Linked DNA regions of Mus musculus: region 2 is linked to region 1. A link is a contact called in public HiChIP or PLAC-seq data. All regions are on one chromosome and are shown on one strand. Each heading gives the region's core, a stretch centred on a gene start, on an enhancer-like site or on the middle of the called end of the contact. The rest is flanking DNA. Distances are from core to core; before and after follow the strand shown.

Region 1 (7,130 bases), core at 2,959-5,458:
GAAGACACAGCATCCACTGTCAGAGGCTGCTCTGTGCCAGGCTAGCGGCTTCTGCTGCATTTAGAAGGACACTGGCCAGAATTTCAATTATAGATCTAATCAAGAGTCAACTCTTAGCTAGGCAGGATCCCAGGCCAGTATGTATGTGTGTGTGCGTGTATGTGTGTGTGTGTGTGTGTGTGTGTGTGTGTGTGTGTGTGTGTGTGCATGTGCGTGTATCATCTCCCTACTCCTCTCAGCAAATCACTGTTGTTACCAGCCTGGAGAACAGGCACCAGACAGACATGAAAAGGGGGTGCTTCATACGTCTAAACATTTGTCATTTGACACACCTGCAGGCCTCTAGCTCACATGTGTGATCATGGCTTACTCCTGCTAGGGTGATCACCACCATCCCTCATGGATAGAAGAACCGAGGCCCAGAGAAGGAAGGCAACTTGCCCAGGGGCCTCAGCTCTGTTGTGTGGAAACTGTGTCTAATTCAAGCCATGTCTGCTCCTGATGTGTAGCCAAGAGAGGCTGTGCCGTCTGAGCTCCTCCTTCTGCACGGTGCAGGAGCAGGGCTGAGTCCCGCATGGAGAGCAGAGAGGACTGAGCTCAAGGACGTGGGATCTGGTAGAGCCACAGCCAAATCCCTTCTACAGGGACAAGCAGTGGCATCCGCATGATTGACTGGTCAGAGCCTAGATTTCCCACGAGTGTTGCTTCTCTCCTGCTCCCTAAGTGCTGGCACGCCACGGACTGTGCTCTTGGCCTCTCTCTTGCTTCCTCTCTATGATTTTTGCCTTAGCTTCAGCTATTGCCTGTTGCCAACCCCAAGTCACTGACCCAGCCTAGTCGTGTGCGGCCTGCTATCACTAGGTAGTTCTTCCTGGAGCAGGTGCCTGATGCCAGGCTAGCACTCTCCAGTCCGTGCACCAAGCCTTACTGGGCTTCCCTGCTCAGCACTTCTCATCTTGAACTGTCCTTAAGGATTCTGTTACCAGGTTACCAGCCCAGAGCATGGTCTCTCTACAGAGCAAATATAATCACATTGGCTTGGCTGTTTAGATTTTATCTTGTACAATTTCAAACCTTCAGAAAAGCAAAAAGGCTAATATAACAAACTAATAGCCAAAGTTAACAGCTGCTAAACCTTTTCCTTATAAAGAAAATTGTGGTGTGTGCGTGTGTGTGTACACATGCACATGCGTGCACCATGCTATGCTTGCATAAGTCAGAGGGCAGCTTTTGGCGTCGGTTCTCTCATGGGTCCTGAGAATTGAACTCAGGTTGTCAGGCTTGGTGGCAATCACCTATTGATTCACCGCACTGGTACTGCTAACTTTCTTCTGTATTAGCTTAATTAATCTATTTTGGGGGAAGGGTGATTATTTATTATAAGTGACAGGCATTTTTATCTCTAAACCCCCTTTAAAATTAAGGATGTTTTTTTATAACCACTTGAGCATCTCAGACTCACACTGTATATAGTACCCTCAGAAGTGATGTAGTCAGGACTTCTGGTACAGTCATCACCGGCATCCGCCTTGTTCTTTCCTAGTTGGTTTCTGCTAAAATGAAGAAGCTGTGATGATCTCTAACTCTGCAGTTCACCTAACTCACTGGTGAGGTGAGGTCTGAAGGCACACACCTGCTACGTGTCCATTTTGGACTTCTATTTGTTATTCAAAGAGACCTTCCCACGGGAGATGGCTTCCCAAAAGCTTTGGGCCTAAAAGTTTTACCATTCTTCTGCAAGTCCAGAAATCAAGTGGAGCTGACATGGCCCAAAAGGAGCCCACAGCACTCAGCAGGGAGTTCAGAACATGGTGGCAGTCATACGCTTAATCCATGTTCAAAGGTAGGTAGCAGGCTAGGGAGGGAGGCAGAGTGAAAGAAACTCAGGATTAAGATGCAGGGGCCAGGAATTTGTAACAGGAGTTGGAAACATTATAGGGAAACACAGACCAACCCAGGCAAAAAATCTCCATGTCTTTCCCAAGCCAAGAAGTTTCCTGTGTGCGGCAGGAAGGCAGAAGAGCCTAGTTGGTATGCTGTATTGGAACAAGAGGACAGCATTTCTAAGGATAACGGCATGGGTAGGATATATCAGATTTGGAAACATTTAGGTACTGAGACTGAATTGGCTGCCAGTCACCTAAGACTTCAGAGCAAAATCAGAAGTAAGCAGAGCTCTGGTATTTCCCTCCAGCTGAGGTGAAGAAAGACTTAATGCTACAGGGCACCACACAGTTTGCACTTGAGAGCCTGTTCTGCCCTAGGTTGCTTTTTGGGTCTGTGACTACGGTCTCTAGGGAGAGCCAGGTCACCTGATGCCAATTCTTCCTGGCCAGTGTAGGGACAAGTGTTGCTGGGTTGGAGGGCTCCCAAACAAAAAGAAACTGCCTCTGGAGGAAGTCCCTGCCCCGAGGGATGCTTCAACTATAGGGTTAGGGTAGGGACAGCTGGGCTATGCTGGACAGGAGCCAAGTGATCACAAGCAGGTTCTCTATGCCCAGGGGGCGTCCCTTTTGCTTAAAGGAGGACACAGATGCCCAACACCCCAAAACAGTTATAAACTAAACATAAGTAATTAAAAAAAAAGAATTTAAGAATCTCGGAGCTACAACTGATATCACTTACAACACTTGCTGCTCTGTCCCTGCACCAATCATGCCCTTGGATACTCACTGCATCTTGCACTGGCTGTTTCTAGAGTTGCCACATGCTCCAAACCAGACCGTGAAGCCCCCATCAGGGGAGCCCATTCACAGAGCAACCCCAGGGCCCCCGAGGCCCTGGACAGGAGCCATGGATGTTTTCCTCAAGAGGACGTGTTCTATTCACAGCTCATAGAAATCACAGAGGAAATCTACACCTAGCAATGACAGTGATGCTGACAGTTCATCCTATATCGAACCTATACAGTGACACACGTGGGTCCTACACCTACTCCGTCTACCGTGAGAAAGTGGAAGTTTACAAGTGATGGACCCTTCAGTTGCTCAGCATTTGCATACCACACTCCAGGTCCTAGGTTCAATCCTAAAAACATTTAGTCAAAAAAAAAAAAAAAAATCCAACCCAACCCAACCCCAAATGGAACTGAACCAAAGCAAACCAAACAAAACCCTCAAGTAACAAAGCAACAAAGAAGGCAACAGACCTGGGGCCTGGCCGCTGTTCTAACGCACCGCCACTGAGGCTCCGACTCCTCATGCTGACAACTGCTCAGGCTTGCCCTGATTTGCGCTAACTTACAGCTTGACCAGGGCAGATCACCTAGAGCCGCTTTCCTCTCCAGTATCAAGAAATTCTCTATTTCACTAAATAGTGTAACAACGGGTCTGACATACAACCTTTCAAATTAGACTGTAGTGAAAAAGTGAGATGTAGGTAGGGCTAAGTACTAGCTGAAAGGCCTTAAATTGTCAATGAGGCTAAAGTGTTACATGGGCCACTAGAAAGAGTGGAGGTAGAACACACTGCAGCGGTGACCCATCAGCTAGAAGGGCGTGTTCCCCTCTCTGGACCAGGCACTTAAGCCCAGCCATGTTGAGTAGAGAGAGTAGGCAGAGACAACTGCAGGCTTATTAGGGACTCAGCAAGTACACAGACAGACAGACGGCTGGGGAGGCATCTAAACAGCTCGCAGGCCTTCGGAGAAGTTGCTCTCTCTAGTTTTCAAAGCAGTTTTCTAGTTCTAAAGAACACAGAAGACAATTACAAGATGAAAGAGACTTCGTAGCAGACTGCGGGGCGGGTTTTGCTGTGTCAGTCATTCTTTCTGTGCATGGGAAGAAAGCTGACACTGGATGAAAGAGACTGGCTTCTGAAAGGAGGAAGGCCTTCGAGTTCTATTCCAGGAGTTCCTGTGCCTTAGCAGAGGCTTCTCCCAAGAGAAGCGGGAGGTCAGAAGGTAATCTTGGACTGTTAGTGTCACAGGACCCTCATCATGCTGATGGTCAGTCAGACCAATGCAGGGGCAGAGGCTGGCAGGCCCTACAGCCCTAGTCTCTCTCTGCCCAACAGGAATACGCTAGGAGACAGGAGACAGACTTCTGATGATAAATCATAAGACACCATAACTCCCTCTATCTCAGGGGACAGACAGACACCTCCAAGGACTGGAGACAAAAAAAACCCACCAAGTTTCATGAAGCCAATGTCAGCTTCCTTATTAAGAGAGGCTTCCCTCTTTCCCTGCTTCACAGCCACCACGCCCTACAGGAGGAAGTTTTGACACAGTAAACAGGCTTGAGAGCTTGAAGACAGTTTAAAGTCAGTGCTCACATCAGGTCTCCACTTGAAACTTCAGAATAGAGGCCATTATGGCAGAACAGTGTGTGTGGACAGCTTTGTTTTGATGAGACGCCTTAAGAGCTGTTCGAAGAACTGAAAATGGAGGCATAGTGCAGGTGCCAGGTGCCAGCAAACCTCGTGTTGTAAAGCCTGCCATCCACATAGGGCAGCAAGGGGCATTCCTAGCACCGTAGGCTCTTCCTGCCATTAATGCTCTCCCTCTTGAGTTTATGCACCTGTGGCCATCCCAGAGCCTATGCTTCAGAAAACACGAGACCCAGGAAAGCCCTCTCACACAGCCTGTGTACCCCTCCTCCCCAAGAGAGCCCTGGACTGTGCTCTGCACTGAGCAGTGACCTCCTGCAAGCAGCTGCAGGTGGCAGGCTCCCTCCCATTCATCACCCCTCACAGACTGCTACCTTATCTTCCTCCAGGGAACTCTGATGTCTTGCACCTTCCTAATCTCACTGCCCTCTCTGAGCTATCACTGAATGACAATGGCTCCCATCCTTTTCCTGTCCCTGGCATGTCTTGGAGCGTCAACGTTCATGGGTAGATCTCTTTATGCTTTTGGTTTGCTGTCCTCAGCTGGTCTCTGCCTTGTCTAGCCTTGTCTTGGAGAACTGCTCATTCCTCTGGGGCATACACTGATTCTCTCTGCTTGCTTTTTGTGCTAGAGGTGAATGGTGGGAGCAGTGTTGATTAAGCTATTCTAGGGCAGAGACCCCAAAAGTAGACAGTTCCAGCTGTCCTGGTCAGAAGCTGGAAGTGGTCTTATTTCTTTCTGTCTTGGCCAGAGGGGACTTGGGTTCCTGATCAGGTTTTTGGCCATCTTTCTTTCCTTTCACACGACCTAAATGAGCACCCTTGCCTGGAAACTATAAGTGAAGATGTGGCTGAAACTGAGAGGCAGCGGACTTCTTACCGGTGGACCCATGCCTCAGTCCAGTTTCTTTCAAAAGACCCTTAGACTAAGCATCTCTATGGCACCCCATTTTCTAGGACTCATTCCTGCTGTATGGAAGCTCTGCCTCTTTCTCTTACATTCCCAACTACAATCTTATGAAATTCCTTGTCAAGCTCACTCTCCTGTTTTCTGTGAATGTCACTGAGTTCTGGAGACAAGGACCCGGAAGCCACTGGTCCCAAGTTGTTCTGGTGGCTGTTGGTTAGTCTAGGACTCTAGCACTGTTATGCTCATCTGGGATGGGAGAGAAAGGTTTCATGTTTCATAAACCCCACATTTCCTGCATCAGTGTTAGCTGGCCCCTGCTCTGGTTCACTGTGCACTGCACCCCCCCCCCCCAGCCTCCGATCCTCTACTATGCTCTGAGCATCTTTGCCCCCATGTTGTCCACTCAACAGACCTTGAATGAGCCCCATGTCTGCTCCTGTTTCCTACCATTTTCTCACCCTGTCAAGCACTGCGGAAGCAGGTCCAAGCCTCCTGGTGACCCTCACGTCCCTGCTTGTTGCCCAGCAACACCTTCCCTTCTGGTCTTACTGACTCCTCTCCTCAAAGGCTTCCTGACTCCCTTCCACCTTTGCTTCAGAAAGCCCCTATTCCTTTCTTACCTGTCCACCTTACACATTGCTCTCAAAGGCCCAGGCTGATGTGATCAGAGGGCAGCCAGACATCCCTGTTTGTAGAACTTGTTCCTGTCCTGGTAACTGTGTCCTTGGCTGTACCGTCTCCATGCCTGTCCTTGGCCTGCACAGTCTGGCTCCAGCAGACAATCTTCTCCCCGAGGCCACCCCTAGCCACCACTGTGTACCTTCCTCTCCTTTCCCTCCACTCAAAATACAGAATGGCCGCTTTGGGAAAAGCCTGCCCATGTTTCATTAATGCATTGCAGGCACGGTGAGTTAGACTTTTAACATAGCAAATAAATGCAAATTTATACATTTATGCAAACTAACATTAGAAAATATTCCTTCGGGTTTTCTTGGTAAAAGTCTGATCACTCTGAGAATACCTCCACAGCTTTCAATTCCTTGTCTCATAAACTTATTGCTTGCTTAATAACTGTCCACACTCAGCCCCTGACCCCTGGTCTGGGCTAACTAATTACTACTGGGCAACACCTTTGTTTTTTCTACCTTTTTACCATATGTGATGGCTGTAACTGTTAGAGATTATCTATTTCCCTTGAGTTTCATTTCCATTTATCTCTCCAGTCTGACTTTCCACTCACATTCATCAATGCTATCTGCCTCACCTTTGCTTTTTAACAATGCAAACACATTTGCATTCTGCATAATGCAGCAAGTGCTGCTTACACCTCTAGAAGGTAGGGAGGCTCTATTCTTAGTGTCAGCCCAGGCCCCTGCATGTGTCCTGCAGCTCACTGTGCCCTCTGTCAGCTGCCAGTGTCCACCTGTGATAGACAACATGGCTTTCTGCCTGCCAGACAACTCCTGGCAACTTCTCTGTTCCATTCTGAGCACTGGGGCTGCCGTGGACAAATTTTCTGTCCTCAGGTTTTCTGTGCCCCATGGTGTACCTCACGTGCCTCCTTATCCTGGGACCTTCTTGGTTTTATGGTAGTTCTGCTCCATGTTCTTCCAACTGGTACTCCTGACCTTTATGGGCCCTGGTGTGGCACAGTGTGCTGTGGCCTAGCCTCCCGAGGTGGCTCTCGCTCTCTTGTAGGTACTGGGAAACTCAGTGCTCATCACTGTTTGCCTCTTGCTGCCCCCATAGGCCTGGCTGCCCCTCTCCTCTTTTCTTTTCTTTTCTTTTCTTTTCTTTTCTTTTCTTTTCTTTTCTTTTCTTTTCTTTTCTTTTCTTTTCTTTTTTTTCAAGACAGGGTTTCTCTGTGTAGCCCTGGCTGTCCTGGAACTCA
Region 2 (7,130 bases), core at 3,115-5,614, 610 kb after region 1:
TCACCAAGGACTCCCTGGCACACACACCTGGAGGGTGTTGTAGACATGTTAAGTTTCTAGAACCTGGGGCTTGTAGGGGGCAGTGTGTCTCCTACCTGTCAAGGCTGCCAGCGAGAACCATGATGAAGTACCTGGGCTGCAGAGAAGGCGGGCTCAGAGAGGCTCCGCCCCCTCACCCCCAGTCCCTCAATTCCACCTTCATCTCTCTGTGTGCTAGATTTCTTGACTTCCAGTCTGCTTAGCTTAAACTCCAAGTGCTACTGACAAGAAAAGTAATACCACGCCGGCCACTCACCCTGCTGCCTGTGGTAGGGGCCGTCGGGCTCCGAGGATGGCTCACAGAGATTGTCATCTGAATTACAACCTAAGATGAGAATAAAGTTAATACGCTGGGGTTTAGAATGCCTAAAACCCGCAGGGAAGACCCTGGCCCCTGGCTGTGTGACCAACGCATGCCTTTGTTCAGCCCAGAACCACAGCAAGGTCCAGTTCTTAGGGGGAGGGACACGGTACGCAGAGTGCCTCTAACTCATCTATCTAGATGGAAAGAGGAGACGGGCTAACACACTGGACCGATTCCATTTAACTTTAACTCACACTCTGTGCCTGCGAACGAAGGGGTGGAAGATGCATGTATGCTTCGATCTGAGGACCAGGGAAGGGAGCAGATGTCCTAGTGCCCCAGGAACCCTTCCAACCCCAAAGGCCAGGAAGCCAAAAGCAGAGGGTGTGGAAACAATCCATTTTTAGGGACACAATGCCATCGGACGACAGGAGAAAAGAGGAAGGAGGCAAACTGGGATGCACCACCCAAGGTGGAAGGATGAGCAAGCCTTGTGCCCTCAGCTCCCAACAGGACATTAGTCAGGGAACCTTCCTGCCAACCATCATGGGGCCTCTCCAAGCTTGAGCACTGAATGTAGGGTCCCCTCTGAAAAGATATTTAAATCAGTTACCTACCCACTGGCAGCAGGTGTCCAGACCGTGAGGGTCCCAGAGTTTAGGAACCCTGTGTGTCGCTTCAACTCTCTAATTACGGCATAAAGGCTGTGTGTGCCCGAGCGTCCCAGGGCTGAGTGTGTAGCTCTAGCCCCGCAGAGGCAGTCATACTCAGCTGGTTTGGGTTTTTGTCTTTTTTTTTTTTTCTTCTTCTTGTATTTTCACTCTCTTCGGTTAGTTACAGCAGTTTAGCATTCCTTCCTCCCCGTGTTCACTAGCTCGGGCTCCCTCCATGCCATCCTGCTCTTGTTTCAGGAACACAGTAACCTTTTGCATCACTGCTAGGCATTTCAACATCCTCTTAGCAATTCTTCCTGACACCCCACTTTAGGTCAGTGACTTTTGCATTGTTTTAAATTTCATTTATTTATTTGTTTGTTTGTTCTCTGCTTGGGGTTGCAGGTTCTTCTTGGTTGTTGACAGAATCCTTGAGCTTCTATAGGCTTTCTATGGCAACATCTGACCAAGTCAGCTGGCTAGGGCTTCCTTCACATAATTAGACTCAAAGACAACTAGATGTTGCATCTGAGGTGTGAACACATACAGCCTCCGAAGCGCCAGGACACAGCACATCCTTCCCTGATGATGTACGCCCTTGCTTCTGTCACTAGACTTCTGGGTTAGAGACTCTCTCATTCATCATTTTTAGAGAAAATACCTCCTGACTCCAGAGAACTGCCTGGTATTCTTAGCTCAGCCCTGGTACTGCCAATGCCTGAATGCTGCTGCCTCTGCTGCTGGTGGATTCTGAGGTTTTCCTCCTGGTTCTTAGGCCTACTGATGGCTGAATTATTTGGCCAAAATCACTTGGCTGGCTGCAGAGACAAGGCTTACACCAAAGTATGACTCAGAAATCTTTCTTCATCAGCTTCTCTCTCTGTTCATATTATGTCTGGTCTTTAGGCAGGCCCCAGGCCCGTAGCTCACCCTTTAGAGGGGCCGTACTCACCTTTGGTGCGGCCTAGGTGCTTGGGGATAGGAGTGGAGCTGGAAAGGGCTGCTGTGGTGGCTGAGGTTGAAAAGGTCCGGGAGCCAGGCTCCGAGGGCCAGGACTTCACAGCTGGGTCAGTGGAGGTGTCTGTGCGGTCAACACTGCCTCCACGCGGGGACCCTCGTTTTGGTTTTAGATCCCCTGGGCCTGGGGCAGAAGACATTGAGAAATGAGGTTGTAAACCCGTGCCAAGGCTGGGCAAGCACAATGAGGCCCAAAGCAGGTGCAGCAGGGCACACAGACCACAGAGACACAAGCTGGGTGGGTTTCCAGCTGCAGCTGGAAGGAGGGCACCACAGGGCTAGCTCAGGCTCCAGCGTGGACCACATGGTTAGCATCAGAACTGGCAGGAAGAAATAGAACTCAAGAGGATAAAAAAAAAAAGAAAAAAAAAAAAAGGTTGGATGGTTCAAATGTCTGCTGTAGGGCACACTTTCTGCGGCCCGTACATAGCTCCAAGTCCTGTCTCAACAGCTCGAATAAGTATCTGCAGATGCCTTCTTCTCCACACCCACCACTGAGGTTCTGAGGACCCTGACAAATGGAGTTCTCGGGGTGTCAAAAAAGTTCACTGCCAAGCTTACAAGAGTTTCTTTGGGGGGGGGGGGAGTAACTATAATCTCTTCGTGGGGGTCTTCACCTCTCATCGTACGCTTTTAAGCAGCGTTAATTTTCTGCTATAAACATATATATCTGTTGAAATTAAATAATATTTTTAAAAAGTATCCCCTACACAAATAAAGAGAAAATCAAATAGGATTGAGTCTGGGATCTCCAGATAAGAGATATGATGGAGCAGGAAGGGCCGAGGACGCAGCTGAGGTGGGAGAGTGCTTGCATGCCATGTGTTAAGACCCTTAGTTTGATCCCCAGTACCTCAGAACAAAATAACCCCAAATAAACAAAAGCAAAAACAAAACAAAAACACGGGAGCACTTCTAACAGCCGGCCAGGCCTTCTGTACACTGCCTATGCCTTACGCCCAAAGACCAGGAGGCAGGTGGAGGTTGCGCTTGCATAAACCGGACTCCTCAGCCCTTCAACTTCACGGCTCATCTCTGTTGGCTTTCAAAGCCCAGATCTTAGATGTGAACGGGAGGGGGATGTGGATTCTGGAGGACAGCCTTATGAGAAGCAAGAAACAAGTCTGGCAGACTGAACAGTGACTGACAGGCCTTCCTGTGTTAAGTGGAAATGAGTGACAGGCCTTCCTGTGTTAGGCGGAAATGAAGGTCCAGGGGGAGGTGAGGCGGGCAGACAGCAGGAGCACCAGACAGAGACAAGCACGATTCTAACAGCATGCGGGGAGGACAGACTCTGGGACCGGGAGCTTTGATGGCTTGGAGTTCTTAAAGACAGGGTCACAAGCTGAAGTCAGTGGCAATGATGACCTTAACACTGTCACAGGTGCAGGTTTACTATGGCCACCTGATTTCTAAGGTGACACTTGTATTCCATCTGAGTGCATTGGCACTGGCAATAAGGGAGAATATGTAAAAACTGCACATAGGAGACAGGGGGCTATGGCCCAAATCAGACCTGGGGTGTAAGAATGGCTCAAGATGGGGACATGACAGTGGGGTGACCTCTCTGGTCACCATCTTCCCCTGCTCTGGGTGTGGCTCATGTCCTGATATGCTTTCTGTCCACTGTGGCTTGGATTTCACCATCCGAGATGCCAGAGAATTGCAGCACAGTCATAAAACTTCAGTCTGGCAAAATCGGTTCAATTACTCAAAATGTTCCAACAGAGCAGTGAATCCTTCAGAACACAGAACTGCGGGCTCGGGGGCAGAAGCCAGTGACTCTGCTCTGACAAAGAGAGGGGACAAGGTTCAGCTGCTTACAAGTAAATCTTTAGAAAGGTGGCTCACCCGCCGGTGGGCATTTTAGGAAGCATAGCGACAACTGGCCACTTCCGCTTTGCACAAGGGCACGAGAGAAGCTTGCAGATGCGGGAGGGGGCGGAGCATGAGGTCACGTCACTTACTTAGCATGAATCTCCTGGCCCAAGGACAAGTTACTGCACGTACATCCCGGGGGTCCCCTACTACTGTGCTGTGCCGAAGCACCAGTCCAGGAAACATGACAGGTCATCTTCTAGTTTGCAATCAGAATCCACGGTGGCTACTTTGGAACTGGGGGAGGGACAGGGGTCCGCTAGGGACCGAGTGGCCTTTAGGGACTAACTTCTTTTGGTTGTTGGTTGAATTTTGAAATGAAGGAGGGACACATGATGTAGACACATGGTAAAGGAGGGGATCAGAAATCCCCAATGTCTGAGAAAGAGGCAGACTCGTTAGGGGAGGATGGGATGTCAGAGGAAGACCAGAACCGCAGGCGTTTAGAGAGAGCTGGATGGACCAATGGAGACTTGTCTTTGTCCTTGCTTTTGCTTCTCAAAAAAGGACTCTTTTTGCGCTGGAATGCTAAATTGTTATCATTGTGACAGGAAGGAAAAAGAGAGAGAGAGAAAAGAGGAAGAAAAAAAAACACAAATGAAATGAACAATAATTACAAATGAGTCTAAGTCAGCAAAACGTATTTAGGGAAGCGGAATCCTGGCCAACCTACGCCTGATACCCAGGCCAGAACCATTTAGGCGCTGACTCAATTTAATTTAGTGGCGCCCTGGTGCCAACCATTACTCACGAAGCACAACAGGAGAGCTGCACAATGCCCCAGGAGCCACTGGTTTGGAGGATTTTTCAATTTCAGTGTGTTAAATTATTGAATAAGAATGCTCATTAAGGCTGCAGCCAGCATCTCTTACTCAGCCATTTTAATGACAGGCTCCCTGACTACTCACTCAGCTCACATACAGCTGCCGTTCCCACTCCAGGACACCGGACACACCTAATGACAGGCTGGCCCGCTGTCAGGATACAGTCTACCCGAAACACCTACCAACAGTCTGTAATTCTAAAATCACCTCCTTGGCTAGATGTATTTAAAAACACTATAATGTCTTTTTCATACCCCAACCTCCTAAGACCTGGAAGAATTATTTCCCTTCGGACCCCCCCTCCCCGCCCCCACCCTTCCTTGGCCTTTAAAGCAGAGACCCCACAAAGCAGACGACTCATCTAAGCTTCTGAACATACCTTTCAGTAGTAGTATTTATCAAGTGAGCCAACAGATTTCTGGTTTAGGATTAGAGACCAGACTTTCTATGTCTTTTGCTATACCACCACCTAGTGGTCACATCCCACATTACAGAATAAGGGTTCTAGATACTGACCACGGCTGAGGGAGGCATTAAACAAAACTCCACAGCCTGACTATGTGGAATGTGCAGGGACCCAAGCTGCTTTCACTGAAGGGAGTGCCCTCTTAGGAGCCTGAGGCTGAGACACCTGGGCTTGGATCTCTATTACTGTATCAGTTTTACTTTCTTGGTGTTCAAAGAAATACTACCGGAGTTCCCTTCACAAGACCACCTTCTAAAAACTAAATAAATAATAAAAAATGGACAGCAGTGATTGATGCCCACTTCATGGGTTGTTATGGATTAGAAGGGACACAAGGCTTGTAAAGTATTTCAAAGGGTACTCAGCCCCCAGTGGCAGTCTGCACCAGGTAGACACTCCTCCTAAGTTTTCTTTCTTGCTGTCACTGCACCCCCACCCCTCAAGGTGGGGTTTCTCTGTGTATCTCTGGCTGTCCTGGAACTCCCTCTGTAGACTACTAGGTTGGCCTCCAATTCAGAGATCTGCCGCCAGAGTGCTGGGACTAAAGGAATGTGCCACCGTATCAGAGCTTTTGAAAGTTTTCTTAACTCAGTTAAACTGAACATAGCAAATTCAGTTAACTGTAAGAACAATACAGTCTTAAGTGGGAAACATTAAAATATTGCCAGTATGGAAGCCAGAGGTAACAGGCCCTCTCTGGTTGTAAGAAATGTTAAGGTAATGTCTAGAGGCAGTTAAGGTCTGGGTGTGGCTGCTCTCACCTGTAGTCCCAGGACGGAGGCAGGAGGATTGTCACTAGCTCATGGTCTGTCTGGGTTATGCAGTGAGTTCAGATAAGACAGACCTACAGCACCTCATCATTGGAGATCCTGTCTCAAATGTCACAGTTCACTGCTGCCTCAGCGCTGACACACCTTTCACCTTCTCCCGACCCCACAACAGAGATGTAACTGACGGGTGCGTGCGTCCTCAGAGCTGACGACGTCACCACCTGTAGTGGTGAATGTGACCTCACCCACACAGAGGGCACCTGTTACTCAACATCCCGTCACCCCAAGAGCACTGGACTCCCTGACGTACATTCAGAAAGTTCTATAATAATAGATAAATGCTTAAGCTACGCGGGTGAAGATCTGGCATAAATAACCCACCTCCCAGTAAGTCAGTAAGCTTTTTAGGGCTTCAGGTAAATTGTATTTCAGGTTCTATGACAGTCATTTCTGATACCATACCAGATGGTAAATCTGAACGCAGCTTTAGAAATGTTCAGTTGTTACAGACCTGGCAGAGATGGTACAAGCAGTGACTGTGCTGTACCCGAGCTACCTCACCAAGCTCTTCTTTTTGCACGTGTGCACAACAATGTCTTATTTTAAAAAAGAGCCAGACATGGTGGCGCACATGCCATTAATCCCAGCACTCAGGAGGCAGGGGCAGGGGCAGGGGCAGGGGCAGGGGCAGGGGCAGGGGCAGGGGCAGGGGCAGGGGCAGGGGCAGGGGCAGGGGCAGGGCAGGGGCAGGGGAGTCTGTTAGTCTGAGATCTTTATCTTATGTGCATGACTGCTTGCCTGGATCTGTCTAAGTCCACCATGTGCACGCAGTGCCTGAGGAGGACAAAAAGAGGCATGGGATTCCTGACGCTGGAGTTACAGATGTGAGCTGCCATCTGGGTGCTGGGAATCAAAACCCTATCTTCTGCAAGAGCAGCCAGGTGCTCCTAACTGCCAAGCCAGCTCTCCAGCCCCAACAATGTATCTTTTAGATGAGATTTTTTTACAGCGCAGGAATGTGATGAAACCCTCGGAGGTGAAAGGCCGCCGCCATCTGCCATTTACCAGCGGCAGTGCCACTCATCAATGAACTACAGCAAGCTTGACTAGTGTTCCTGCTCTAACTTCAGAGTCCCCGGCCAGCTCCAATCATCTATCCCCAGTGTCCTTCCTGAGGCT

What was found. HiChIP or PLAC-seq counts read pairs in DNA pulled down with a chosen protein or histone mark.
Region 2: a contact with region 1 is called in an H3K4me3 HiChIP or PLAC-seq map of bone marrow-derived macrophages, with 6 times the contacts expected there. The contact joins two enhancer-like sites. A contact is called at or near these places in 1 of 39 promoter capture datasets (liver) and 1 of 115 datasets of contacts at active chromatin or transcription factors (bone marrow-derived macrophages).

The regions. Positions count from the first base shown.
Region 1 is chr12:100,315,748-100,322,877 of GRCm38.p6, forward strand. The region is part of intron 19 of Ttc7b (tetratricopeptide repeat domain 7B); the gene reads right to left. Among named protein-coding and RNA genes, the nearest start is that of Gm51958, 30 kb to the right of the region's middle. Within about 2 kb of position 4,209, at least 32 of the 459 cell types and tissues checked have an H3K27ac peak or open chromatin away from gene starts, as enhancers often do. A contact at or near this core is called in bone marrow-derived macrophages, where this site is marked.
Region 2 is chr12:100,921,232-100,928,361 of GRCm38.p6, forward strand. Ccdc88c (coiled-coil domain containing 88C) reads right to left here. Exons shown (of 30, transcript NM_026681.5): 26 at 1,949-2,137; 27 at 296-364. Among named protein-coding and RNA genes, the nearest start is that of A630072L19Rik, 13 kb to the right of the region's middle. Within about 2 kb of position 4,365, at least 46 of the 459 cell types and tissues checked have an H3K27ac peak or open chromatin away from gene starts, as enhancers often do. A contact at or near this core is called in bone marrow-derived macrophages, where this site is marked.